2 separate regions of the Zea mays genome follow, and region 2 is linked to region 1. A link is a contact called in public Hi-C data. All regions are on one chromosome and are shown on one strand. Each heading gives the region's core, a stretch centred on a gene start, on an enhancer-like site or on the middle of the called end of the contact. The rest is flanking DNA. Distances are from core to core; before and after follow the strand shown.

Evidence for each region. A called contact is a pair of places that touch in the nucleus more often than the background predicts.
Region 2: a contact with region 1 is called in a Hi-C map of ear, with 2.7 times the contacts expected there. The contact joins the promoter of LOC100275609 here to the promoter of LOC100285668 in region 1. A contact is called at or near these places in 3 of 25 Hi-C or Micro-C datasets (ear, leaf and tassel).

The regions. Positions count from the first base shown.
Region 1 is chr1:188,242,552-188,249,502 of Zm-B73-REFERENCE-NAM-5.0, reverse strand. It overlaps LOC100285668, which reads left to right and starts at 5,222. Exons shown (of 5, transcript NM_001158559.2): 1 at 5,222-5,563. The coding sequence starts at 5,288.
Region 2 is chr1:188,750,379-188,756,994 of Zm-B73-REFERENCE-NAM-5.0, reverse strand. It overlaps LOC100275609, which reads right to left and starts at 1,806. Exons shown (of 10, transcript NM_001365910.1): 1 at 1,607-1,806; 2 at 936-1,182; 3 at 607-819; 4 at 141-221; 5 at 1-65. The coding sequence starts at 1,175.

The sequences.
Region 1 (6,951 bases), core at 3,973-6,472:
GTATCAGAACATGTGCTAGAAAAGAGTGAATAAATAAATCGTTAAATATTACATAACATGTAACATGTGTGGTATAATTTTGTTTAAAAAATATCAAGAACATGAATATCAAATTGGTTCAGTGATTAATTTTTTATTTGAAAAATATAACAAAAACAACATAAGAAGTATTATGGATTTGTGTGCCGTCGCATGCATCAGCATGCACTCGGCCTGGACGCGGCCATACGCGGCTTGGGAGCATCACGATCAGGCCTGACCGACCATCACTTTTTGCATCTACTCGGTCTATAGGTTCAGAGATGAAAACCAATCACACAGATATAGTCTAGACTCGTGAAAGGAGTTCTCGATTCTATCTATACAAGTTTTTTTTTAAAAAAACTTAATCTTCATAAACCATTTATCTTGAAAAATGAAACTAGGGGTTTTCTATAATTTTTTGAAAAATGAAACTAGTTTTTTTGTTGAATATATGCTTAAGAGACCGTTATGATATATATGAGAATATTAATTCGTCTTTAGGAAAAGTCTATATAGAGAGAGACGCGCACTCTCATTCTACCGAGAGACAAGGCTAAAATAATGTATTATACACATTCCTGTAAATAACAAGTGTAAGATTTTACTTCAAACTCTTTATCAAAATAGCAGTTCAACCGCTACTAATTAATCGTTTACCTGTTTGTCTGTTTGATCAGTTGCCGCGAACTGTTCCCTCCGGGCGCGGGCGAAGGCGCAGATCAGAGCGGCCGCGAGCTGATCGAGCGAGAACGACCTCCGAGCTAGCTCCGCCACGTAGTCACGTACGGGACCGGGGGAGCGGTGGGCGGCGAGTTCGCCGCCGCATTTAATTACGGAAGACTACTGCATGGACCGGGGGGCGGTGAGCGTTGCCTTTTGGTGGCCCGCGCGCGATGCATGAGCTCGCTGCCTCGCTCCTTGTTGGTTCCTGGTTGGACGGCGACCACGAGCCCCGGCCGGGCGAAGGATCCGTCCGCAGCAGGCGACCGATCGATCTCAGTGAGATTAATATATTGGCTTGGAAATGCAGCAAACTAAACGATGCAGTTACTTCTTCCTTCCCCTGCTGTCAAGGCATGCACAGGCAGGTTGCATTGGCGTTGGTGGTCGTCGTTGGCCCCCCGGGCGTGCCCCTGCCCTGTCCTGCACGCACGCCAACGCGCTGCCGGCATTACTGCGTGCGGCCGGAGGCGAGCCACCGGTGATCGGCCGGCTGGCCGGCCAGCCAGCCAGCCATCCACTCCACATCCACCGCAACTAATTGCAGCACGGTTGGTAGCCAACATTATATTCATGTGCGCACAGCGACAGCGAGGCAGGGAAGAGAAGGCCGGACATCGGCGGCGGCGCCGTGCGAACGCGTGCCGCGCGCGGATCCATCTACTACGGTGTGGTCGAGAAGCGGAAGCCTGCCAAATCCAGCCGGGACCGGGACGACACGACGACAGCAGGGCAGGGCACGACATGCATTATTATCTGCATGCATTTGCAAGCAGTAGCGCCGTGTCGTGCCGTGCCTGCTTCCCAGTTCCCATCTAGGCCATGTTCGTTTAGGCCATTCCCGACCGGGAATAGTGACTAAACCCTGTGGATCCCTCCTGTCTGGAAATAAGTCCTGCCCACAGGAAAACGAGCCTTCGGTTAAATCCGACGTGGCCTGTATCCCGCTCGTTCCTCGTCGTTCCAGCCCGGTAACCACGCCCTGTCCTTTGGAGGTGGAAAATATCCCAGCCTGAAAACCACACGCGAAGGGCACGCGACGGCGGTGGCACGGATACGGAATTCTTCAATCCGGCGTCGATTTGCTCCGGCGACCGCCTTCTCACTGGTATGCTTCTTCCTCCCTCTTCCCTAGGCTTTCTATTCCCGCCGTCTCGTCGGCTCCGTCCGTTGAGGTCGCGGTAGGCAGCGTCGAAGCCAGCATCCGGGGTTGGGAGGGAGGCGTCAGCACACCGCCGGCCTGGTCCTACCGGTGCTGCGCCCCCAGGAGCATCCCGCTCAGCTCACGTGCACTACTGGCGGCCAAGACTACGTGCACTACTGCGCCCAAGCACTACTGGAATGCTAGTTCTTGTCAAAGTTTATAGTTTAATTTAATACCTAAGTCTATGCAGAACAAAAGATAAATCATTCAGATATTGCTAGGTCACTATCCATGGTAGTAGCATGTCAAATTACTTTGAACAAAGGCCTTCGTGTCCATTTTAATTGCTTCTATAGATTTTTTTTCTGTCCAATGCACTTCATGGCCATAAAAAATGGATGATCAAAAATCAACTTTATATAAATAACTGAAGAGTAGACCTCCCAAACAGAATATGAAAAGAAGCTTTCACCATCTCCCAGATATTGTTATTGCAAGATTCTCTGCTTGCAGGTTCCCATATAAATTGTAGTGGTAGATGCTTTTGAGTTCATTGACCAAAGAACTAAAAGCAATGTACTGTGATGCACAATAATAAAACTGCAGCTCCAAATCTGTTATGTTAACATGTACAGATAATCCAAGACAAATGTTACTTCCACACTAGAACCATCTCTTACAGTTGTGTGTGTACAAGTTTACAACAGTATTAGAGCCACTAAAGAGTTAGTGTTAATTGTATGATAGCTGAACAGGTTGTAGTATTGATATGGATTAGGCTAGTAGTAGGCATTCTGTTCTTAGAAGACATGTGTCTGTTCTTATAAGTTGCCTGTTCAATGACTGGAAATATATGCATGTCTATGAAAAGTTCACTTTATGAAGGTTCTAAAACTCGAGCAGATATTTAGTGGGACTTACAGAAACACTAGAAACGGAAGCTTTCCAAGGTAATCTGGAATGGAGCAAGACAAGTTATTGTGTGACAGATCCCGGGTACAGGTAACAGAAATCGCTAGACATACAAGAGAGAAAATAGGTAAAAAATACAAGTAAACAAGCAGAGGGGAGGAGATGAACTAGATAGAGTTTAATTTGGAACTTGCAAGTAGTACTGGAGTGCTTTCAGATCTCCAAAATAGGTAGTGATAGGACCGACCAACCCACTTGAAGACAAGTTTCTGCCAAATAAATGAGGAATACAATTAGCTTCTGTTCTTGCTGTGAGTCTAGCTTGAGAGTTTAAACTGAAACTTAGACTGCTATAGCGATTCAATTTTTTTTATATTTTTTATTTCAAATATGTCTGAAACATACAATACTGTTATTTTTGGAAACCAGTTGGAGGATCGGTAGTGCAGTCCAGTCCTTCCCATGCAAAAGCTTTTGCATTCAGCATGCTTTCAGTTTTCTAGAGTAGTTTTCTTTCAGGCTTTCAGTTTTTATATTTGTATTTTTTTCACTGTCAAATCATTTCTTCGGTATAATTGCAATTGTACAATATATTGTGATACCTTGTATTTTACTTGATCAATTGACAATTATACTTCACTATGTATACAGATGAAATTTTAGATTTTACGTGATATATCAATATGTAATTGATGGGCCTATGAAATTCTGAGAATTCAGAGAAGTGTTGATTTGTTGCCGGACACATCACTCAGCCATTGAATTGTTGCCGGACTTGCTTCTTTTGTTTCCTTGTTGAATTCTGTTATATATGGCAGGGATTAACCGAATGAATATTTTGAGGCAGGGATTAAACCATAGAGGGATTAAACCCCCAAGGGAATTAAGTGAAAGGGAGGGATTCACTCAATCCCTCCCTGGATTAGATCCACTAGGGGAAATTATCCCCTGCAAACGAACATGCCCCTACAGTTTCGGATGAGATTGACATGATCCGGAATGAGATAGACTCGCCTTCGCCTGCTTGCTTCATGCACGTTGCTTTCACATGCAACAGCTCGATCCAGCAGGCCGTATTGCCGGAGGCTCCTCCGGCCTTGCTTGTCTGCGACAGCAAGATCACTCAGGAGTCAGGACATCTCTCTCTCTCTCGCGATCGATCGACGCGGTTTTGGCAACATTAGCTAAAGTCATGTGCCCGGAGATCTTCTTGGTCAACCAACCACAGGATATCTAGCTAGCTACTTCGTCTGTGCGGTTTAACTGAAAACAAAAAATAAAACGGGCGCTATTGTCAACGCACTCTCATCTGAATGGCCGCCAAGTCAACTCAACCACCGCCGGGGTATTCAGTTTGGCAGCTGAAAAACTTGATTAATTTGGGACATGCCCCACAGATTCATCAGCACTACTGCATGCACCTGTGCTGATGAGGGCAGAGCAAGGGCCAAGGGGGCGGGGGAGCCCATGAGGCAATCACTCATCAGACGTCTCGTTCCCCATGCTGACAAAAAAGGGCTATGCCAAAGAGACTACTATACATTCATCAGTCGTATAGTGCGCAAAATCTCAATCCAGAATCCAAAGAGGAGGAGATGCACCAGAAAGTTCCCGCCTTGTGTCAAAAAGTGGTCTCAGAAAGATGAGTGGATTGGACCGCTCCTTATACTTGGCGAGGTGCTCACTTTTTTTAAAAAAACTTTTCCCCTTTTTTTTCCTTCTAAAATACTCTTTCAGGAGTACTGGAAATCTGTCGAGAAATGGGAGTATTTTCTGGATTATACTATACATTTTTAAGCGCAACTGCGTACTAAACAAGAAAATAAAAAGGAGAAAAAAATGCAGTTCGGTACTCCTGTACTCATCACTCCCTCAGTGTGTTTTAAGACGACAGGGGCACATGCTTGCTGTGCCTACCCTTTGTTGCCTGTTTTTCTCATATTAATTATTTCGATGTTAATTAGTCTATTCGTTTACCTTTAATCTATATCATTTTCTACTACCTATTGCAATTACAGATTGCAGATACACTCGGTATTTGCATTGCTTTCCATACTGTACTCAGTGTATAGCTTAGGAACCACAACGAATATTAATTAAAAAACGTGTCTTTATCGAGACAGCCACCACCATCCCACATGGCAATTTTTTTTGGTAACTTGTCTTTATCTTGGAGTAAAATGTTCACCGTCTCACCGTCATTGGATTCCATCACCCGCGAGGAGAGGATAGAGGAGACGAGAGGAGAGCATCATCGTAATAGTCAATTAAACCAACACCCAACCAAACCCTAATTAAAAACCAAAATGCCATTTTTTTAAGCACGGACCTCCAAGCAACAAGACCATACGATACAAATGACTCCACTAGACCTGCAAATCTCGAGCATCATCAGAACAGTTTGCAGACAGACAGGCAGGCAGCGGCAGTTACCACCGCCACCTCCACCCTGTGCTCCACCGTGTCGCTTCCCTCCCGTTGGCCGTCATGGGCTCCTGCCTCTCCTCCGAGGCCCCCGCCGCCGGCGATGGCCCAGCGGCGTGGCGGAAGCGGCGCCACGGGAGCCGGGAGGGCGCGGCCGCCGGCGCCGGCGCCGCCGGCGGCGGTGGGAAGAAGCTGCCCGGAGGAGCGGGGGAGATGACGGAGGACGAGCTCGCGCGGGTCCCCGGGAGGTTGTGCGGCAAAGGCGCCAGCGCGGTGGCGTGCCTCCACACGCAGCAGGGCCGGAAGGGCACCAACCAGGACGCCATGGTCGTGTGGGAGGTGAGCTCGTAAACGCCGCTTCTTGCCGGATGCCGGGTGGTGATTCCTTCCGGTGGACTCCCGTCAGTGGACAGTGGCGGCTGCCCGCTCCGTCTGCGATCCTTGGTCCCCTAAACACTGCTTTCTCTCTCTCGTTTTTTTTCCGCATGATTTTGATTATCGAAAATGATCGCGCTTATACTAGATGGTAAATGGGCGGGGACATATTTTGGTATTCAGTTTCGTTTCTTTCTGATTTCGAGGAGGGAAGCGTCTGCATGTAAAAAAACCTGTAATTTCTGAAGTTAGGAGGGGTTTATCTTTAGGACGCACAGTAAACTCTTGTGAGGTGTTCTTTGCAGCGAACAGTGATCTAGATAGATTCGGATCTGTAGCTGTTGTTCGAATTCGGTTTTTTTATATGGTTTGGTTTTTATTCGCACCCTTTCAATCCACGGACGGGACGGCTTTATTCCAAATGCGCGGTGTATCATGTAGATCAATCGAGTTTTTTTTTATCAGAGAAGTGATTAGTATCCAGAGGAGTTGAAAATTTGTCTGATGCTTTCTCAGAAGCAGAAAAGGGTCGATTTCTCAAAGAGCAAACAAGGAATGGTCGAAGAGGGTAGCGCGCACGAGTGGTTGGGATATTTAATATTTTCCCCAAAAGATCGAGTGGTTGGGATATTGGAGCATTGCTCATCTACCGTCTTTGCTTTTGGTTCTAAACGTTGTTTGGAGTTTAGGCCAGGCGAGATTCTTTACTGTGTTCCTTCGGCTACCTTTTGTACCTTTCTTTGTATTGATCTCCTTTTATTCGACGACTGGTATCATGTTGCTGCTTTCTTGAACCTGATGAGCCTGTGCTGTCAAGCAATTGGTTGGGCCTGTCTTATTCCATTTTTTTAAAGATCCATCATAATCAATTCATCAATTTCTCTTTAGTTTCATTAGTAAGCAACTGGCACATTAAGTTGTGATCCTTATCTCATAAGTTGGGTATAGCAGCGAGAGAGCGTGAAATTGACCTATGGATGGTCTCACACAATTTTTAGACCTAGCTAACATATGCAAGGTTGCTGTCCTGTGAGTATTAAAGAATATATCTGTACACTTTAGTTTAGCACAAGTCAAAGAAGTAAGGCTAGCCGCACCGACGAGCTGGACACGCGAACGCTAAAGGATAGCGTAGAAATTTTGCTGCACTCGCGTACTGGATGTGCTACTCTATCCACTGTAGCCGCGATTTGGACGCTACATCTGGAGTTCGGCCGGTGGCAACTCTATGCACTGTAGCCGGTGGGAACAGCCAGCCAGCCGGTGGGAATTTTTGATATATATTGATAAAAAAATGTGGTAGTTTGTATAGGGTTGAGATATAGAGTAGTTTTGAATGCGGGAGTTTGGCT
Region 2 (6,616 bases), core at 557-3,056, 510 kb before region 1:
TTTGGACTGATGCCTACATATCCAACAGGAGCCATCTCAGTCATGATTCCGACTCTCCATTTATGCTGAAAACAACAACAAAGTCAAATAAAAATGGACCTCCCTTAGTAAGCATATGATCACTTCTTTAAGGCAATTACCTTTTTCATGATCGCAATTACACCAGGGTCGCATGCAAGCATGTGCATTCGTTTCAGAGCTTCCGAAGGTGGAGGATTCAGCTAGCAGGGAAAAGGTAAGTAAACAGGTACAGCAGATTAAGTCAAAACAACCCCATTGCACATCCAAGGACATACAAATTAGAAATGTGTGTACTTGTACTAGCATGTTCTAGGCGAGGTTTTACAATAAAAATCATAATTGTTGACACTATAAAGCAATTAACACTTTTTGCAACTCCGAGCCCAAAACAAGCAGTCCCAGACAGAACTTTGTGCAAAAATACACTGATGTAGTTCCTTAAACCATTAGCAAATATTTAAGGTGCATACTGAATGAACTTATTGAGGTGAAGAGTGTACATAATTCAAGCAAGGTACAGGAAACTGGAACATCTGCAGGGCACTAGGCACTACAAAGCAGGTAGGAGAAGGGAGGTTGACTAACCTCAATCCCAGGTAAGTGAAGCGTCCGAAAATCGCAGAAGATGTATTGTCCCTGGGGAAGTTTGAGTGAAATCTGTGGCCTGCCTAATGATCTTTGCCTAAGCCGCTGTTCTTCTTCATCAAATCCAATAATGCGTTGGTCAGGTCTTTTGCCATTGTCGGATACCTCCTCGATTTCATCATCATAAACTCCCATCATTCGGATAGGTTTTCCCTGTAGTAAGAAAAACTTCAGTCACAACGATTTCATACGCCATCTGCCGTTATAATATCCACTGTCAAGTGATATACTAACGAGTATGCGAATGGCACACGCTAGCCACATCTTACCTCGCTAATACCCACTCCATTCAGTGTCAATCTCGAATGTGCATCCGAAAATGGCATGATCAGCTTGGAGCCTTTGTTTGTAGATCGTGGAACAATGAGCTTCAACGTCTCTGGCCTAACACTAGTCAAGTCCTGCAACAGTTGCCCAAACTCTTTCACGGTACAACTTGGATCCGCATCCACATCAAGTTGGCTGCCCCTCCAGGTGACCGAAAACCGAGCTATCCTGTTCCCATCCATCTTGCTCCTGATACAAGACCCACCTCATGCTATCAATTCCTCGGATTACCAAAAAAGCATGTGATAGTGCTACTGATTAGGTTATCAGTCAGGCACGCACGGAACATATGGAATTGGTCATGCAAAAAAAAAAAGAACTCGAAACCTCAAGCGCATCTGATCTAGTAGGATTAATCAACATAATATAGTCAATCATCATCATGGACTAAAATGGGCAATCCGGTTTTATATCTAACAAATTACCCTTCAGCCAAACTATAGCCAAACAACTAAATCTAGCCCCGATACGAACGAGATGACAAAATTCGCCTCGCCAGGAACGAGAACCATCATCCCGTCACAGAAACAGTCGCTGAATCGATTTAAATACTTCAACTGAGCAAATCGAAATTGCGGGTGGACGTATTGAGCGCCCGCCGTCCTGTACGCACCTAGACAGACGCTCGCCGTCGTCGAGCACGTGAACCAGCCGGCTGAAAAAAAAGGCGTGACCGCGTCGGCGTCGGCGTCGCCGGCCTGGGAAACGTGTATTTCTAGGCCACAAGAACGTTCGAGAACGCACGCGGCGATGGCGATGACGGCAGGTTGCCACCGCGGTGACGGAGAGGGGTTTTGGTTCTATGAGCAGTTGAGTGCGCCGTTCGTGTTCCGTCGATCTGCGTCATGGCTGACGGGATATATTTTACGCCCACCACTGCAGATGCCAAACGGGTCGACCGATACACGACCTATTAATAATCTAAGGAGGTGTTTGAATAATAGTTAGTGACTAAAATTAGTTGAGACATCCAAATAACTTAGCTATTTTTGGTAAATTAGTTAATAGTTGGGTAGTTATTTGTTAGCTAGCTAATTTTACTAACAATTTTTAGTCAACTAACTATTAGTTCTAGTGCATTCAAACACCCCTTAAGTCATAGTTTTTTTATCTTTCTTTAATCTCTGACTTAGAGTATGTTTGAATGCACTAAAGCTAATAAGAGCATCTCCGAGAGACTCTTCATTTTTTCTCTCTATTTGACTATCTATTTACGTTTTCATAAAGATTACATTCTATATATAGCATCTCAGTCCAACAGACTATCTATTTAGTTTGGCTAGTCAGGTGACTAGCCAAATTTAGCTAGTGAGAGAGCCAATTTACAGAGTCAGATAGCTTGCGAGTCAGATAGCTAGTCTGTTGGAGATTTAATTCACTATTGAGTAGCTAAAATTTGGCTTAGCGAGTCATTTAGCTAGTCTCTTGAAGATGCTCTAATTAGTTAGCTAAAAATATACTAATAGAATTAGCTAGCTAACAAATAGTTAGCTAACTAGTAGTTAATTTACTAAAAATAGCTAATAGCTAAAGGGTGTTTGGATGTCTCTAGCTAATTTTAGCCATAATTATTATCTCTAGTGCATTCAAACACCTCCTTATATTCTTAATCTACCTCAAACTTAGAGCATCTCCTAGAGCTTTTTAAAAGTTTCTCCTAAATTAAATTTTTTAGGAAAAACAAAAAACGTGTCTTCAACAGTTTCCCTAAAACACTCCTAAATTTTTCATATCCCTTAAAACTCTTTAATTTGTAGCTACAAGTAAGAGGTTTTTTGGGCTTCTTAGAAATAATCTATCGTTTTAAGGGATCTGTTAGAAAAATAATTAAAATCTAACCCCACTAATTTTTTAAATGTCCATTAAAACTGATTTTGAGAAGTCATTTTCAAGAGATCTATTGGAGATACTCTTAGCACCACAAGCACTTTTTTCCAAAAATAATCCGACTTCTCAATCTTACTAAGGTGCTCAAAAATATTACTAAGGTCATTTAGAACTTATCTAAACTTATAAAACTACTCATATTTCAACTTATCAAAGTTTTACCTCTTCTGACCTATGTTTGAGCTATCTTTCTCATTGAATGCATCAATCTTATTCTTATGAAGTTGTATTCACTTACTTAACAAACTAGTTAGATTACAGTATTGTGTTGATCATTAATCACCAAAATCAATATATAAATAACATATAGCATATTTTCTTTTCAACTCAGACGCTATCCTTGCTGTGCTGCCACCATGGTAGGTCTTGTTCGGTTATTCCCAATACACATGGATTGGATGGGATTAGAAAAAATTAAGAAGAAATTTGACTTGTTTGGGATTCAAATCCATCCAATCACTACCGGAATCCAGGCATTTGTCGAGTGCTAGGAGCTTTGTCGAGTGTTTTTAGTCGGGCACTCGGCAAAGACAGCTTTGCCGAGAGCCACACTCGGCAAAGTCCTACACTCGGTAACGAGGTTGTTTACCGAGTGCAGGACACTCGGTGCAGAAGAACACTCGGCAAAAACTTCTATGCCGAGTGTCGAACCCTCGGCAAAGAAGGCGCTCGGCAAAGAGCCGTCAACGACCGTCTAAAGCTGACGGCCGTTAACCTTTGCCGAGGGCCGTCGGTTGTCACTCGGCAAAGAGGATTCTTTGTCGAGTGCCCACCAGCTGGCACTCGGCAAAGACAGCTGTGTCGAGTGTCTTTTCTGGACACTCGGCAAAGTATATTTTTATTTTTTAAATTTTGGCAACCAAACTTTTTGTGGTATGTTTCTACACTATGTAGACCTACTTGTACCATTTTGGGACAATTATAATTTATAACAGTGTTTTCAATAGCTAGTAGATTTAGTTCGTTTATTTGAATTTCTTCGGAAAATTCAGATTTGAACTGCAAATCACTCGAAACTTAGAAAACCGTGCATGCAAAAATGATATTTATGTTAGGTAACACAAGTTACGACCGATTTCACGAGCAGACCGGAACCTTCGAGCACCATGCTCACTAAACATGACCGTGAACTTTCCATCCAGTTGTTTAAAAATTGTATAAAACACAAACAAAGTCAGAAAATCATGAAACTTGTCCACGTGTCATTATCACAGGCTCTATATATGATATCATGACACATGGACAAGTTTCATGATTTTCTGACTTTGTTTGTGTTTTATACAATTTTCAAACAACTGGATGGTAAGTTCACGGTCATGTTTAATGAGTATGATGCTCGAAGGTTTCGATCTGCTCGTGAAATCGATCGTAACTTGTGTTACCTAACATAAATATCATTTTTGCATGCACAGTTTTCCAAGTTTTGAGTGACTTGCAATTCAAATCTGAATTTTCCGAAGAAATTCAAATAAACGAATTAAATCTACTAGCTATTGAAAACACTGTTATAATTGTCCCAAAATGGTACATGTAGGTCTACATAGTGTAGGAACATACCACAAAAAGTTTGGTTGAGAAAAGAAAAAAATAAAAAACATACTTTGCTGAGTGTCCAGAAAAGACACTCGGCAAAGCTGTCTTTGCCGAGTGCGAGCTGGCGGGCACTCGGCAAAAACAATAAGTTAAGGTTTTGCCGAGTGCCTGTCAGTCGGCACTCGGCAAAATATATTTTTAAATTTTTTAGAAATTCTTTGCCGAGTGCCCGTAATCTGGCACTCGGCAAAGCCGCTGAATAATACACCAGCCGTCTTCCTCTTCTTCTCTTCGCTCACTCTCTATCTCCCACCGCGCGCAGCACACTGCGCCGCCCCCACCGCAGCACGGCCCTACCGCCGGCCCTCGCGTCGCCCCCACGCCGCCGGGTCGCGTGCCGCCGCCCCTGCGCCCTGCTACCCGCGCGCTGCCAACCATGCGCGTCGCGCCATCTCCGCCACTCCGGCCCTCACCCCGTCAATCTCGCGCCATCCTCCCCGCTTCGTCCATCTCCGCCAACCACCGCCGCTCCGGTTAAGGTATACGATCTAATATGGTTATATGCAGTTACATGTGATAGATTCGATTATTATTATGTTATATGAAATAATTACATATAGTTATATAGTTGGTCTACATATGGTTATATGGAATTGTTAGGTTTGATATTAGGTTTGATAGTGATAGCACTCGGCACTCGGCAACGATTCGATTAAAATATAAATGTAGTTTGCATGTGGCTATGGAGTGGATTGAATATATAAATGTGATTGCCGGCCATCGTGTCGTTGAAATATACGTGGTTGTCAGCCATCGTGCTGATATTTTTATTTGCAGGTTTTATAAACCTTCCCGTGCAGGGGAGGTGCTGCCAAAATTTTCTATTGTTAGGCTTATGTTAGAGGATGGAGGACCGTGAATGGATGTACATGGGCCATAGAGGAAGGAGCGATGTGACCCATGAATGGATTAGAAAAACCGATGATTTCATAGAACGGGCATATGGCGAAGCTGCTAAAGGAGCGAGTCTAGTCCCATGTCCGTGCAGCAAATGTGCCAACCGGAAAAGAAAACCAAAGAAGGCCATGGTAGAACTTTTGGAAGAATGGATTTACGCCGGGCTATACTCGGTAGATATTTCATGGTGAAGCGCATCGTATGAGAGAGGAAGTGCTAAGACAACGTGTCAAGGATTATGATGCCGATGCGGGGGTAGCGGATATGTTGAATGACTATCAGGAAGCACAGTACACGGGAGGATGTATGGATGACGAGCCAGAGCCGACTGCAAAGGCATTCTATGACATGTTCGACGCGGCACAGAAGCCCCTTCATGTCCAGACAAAGGTTTCTCAACTGGATGCTATTGGGCGTGTAATGGCGTTCAAGTCGCAGTACAGCATGAGTAGAGACGCATTCAATGGCTTGTTGACGGTTATTGGGAGTCTGCTTCTAGATGATCACGTTCTGCCAAAGACCGTGCATGCAAAAATGATATTTATGTTAGGTAACACAAGTTACGACCGATTTCACGAGCAGACCGGAACCTTCGAGCACCATGCTCACTAAACATGACCGTGAACTTTCCATCCAGTTGTTTAAAAATTGTATAAAACACAAACAAAGTCAGAAAATCATGAAACTTGTCCACGTGTCATTATCACAGGCTCTATATATGATATCATGACACATGGACAAGTTTCATGATTTTCTGACTTTGTTTGTGTTTTATACAATTTTCAAACAACTGTATGGTAAGTTCACGGTCATGTTTAGTGAGTATGATGCTCGAAGGTTCCGGTCTGCTCGTGAAATCGATCGTAACTTGTGTTACCTAACATAAATATCATTTTTGCATGCACAGTTTTCCAAGTTTTGAGTGACTTGCAATTCAAATCTGAATTTTCCGAAGAAATTCAAATAAACGAATTAAATCTACTAGCTATTGAAAACACTATTATAATTGTCCCAAAATGGTACATGTAGGTCTACATAGTGTAGGAACATACCACAAAAAGTTTGGTTGAGAAAAGAAAAAAATAAAAAACATACTTTGCTGAGTGTCCAGAAAAGACACTCGGCAAAGCTGTCTTTGCCGAGTGCGAGCTGGCGGGCACTCGGCAAAAACAATAAGTTAAGGTTTTGCCGAGTGCCTGTCAGTCGGCACTCGGCAAAGAGGTCTTTGCCGAGTGCTAGATCCGCG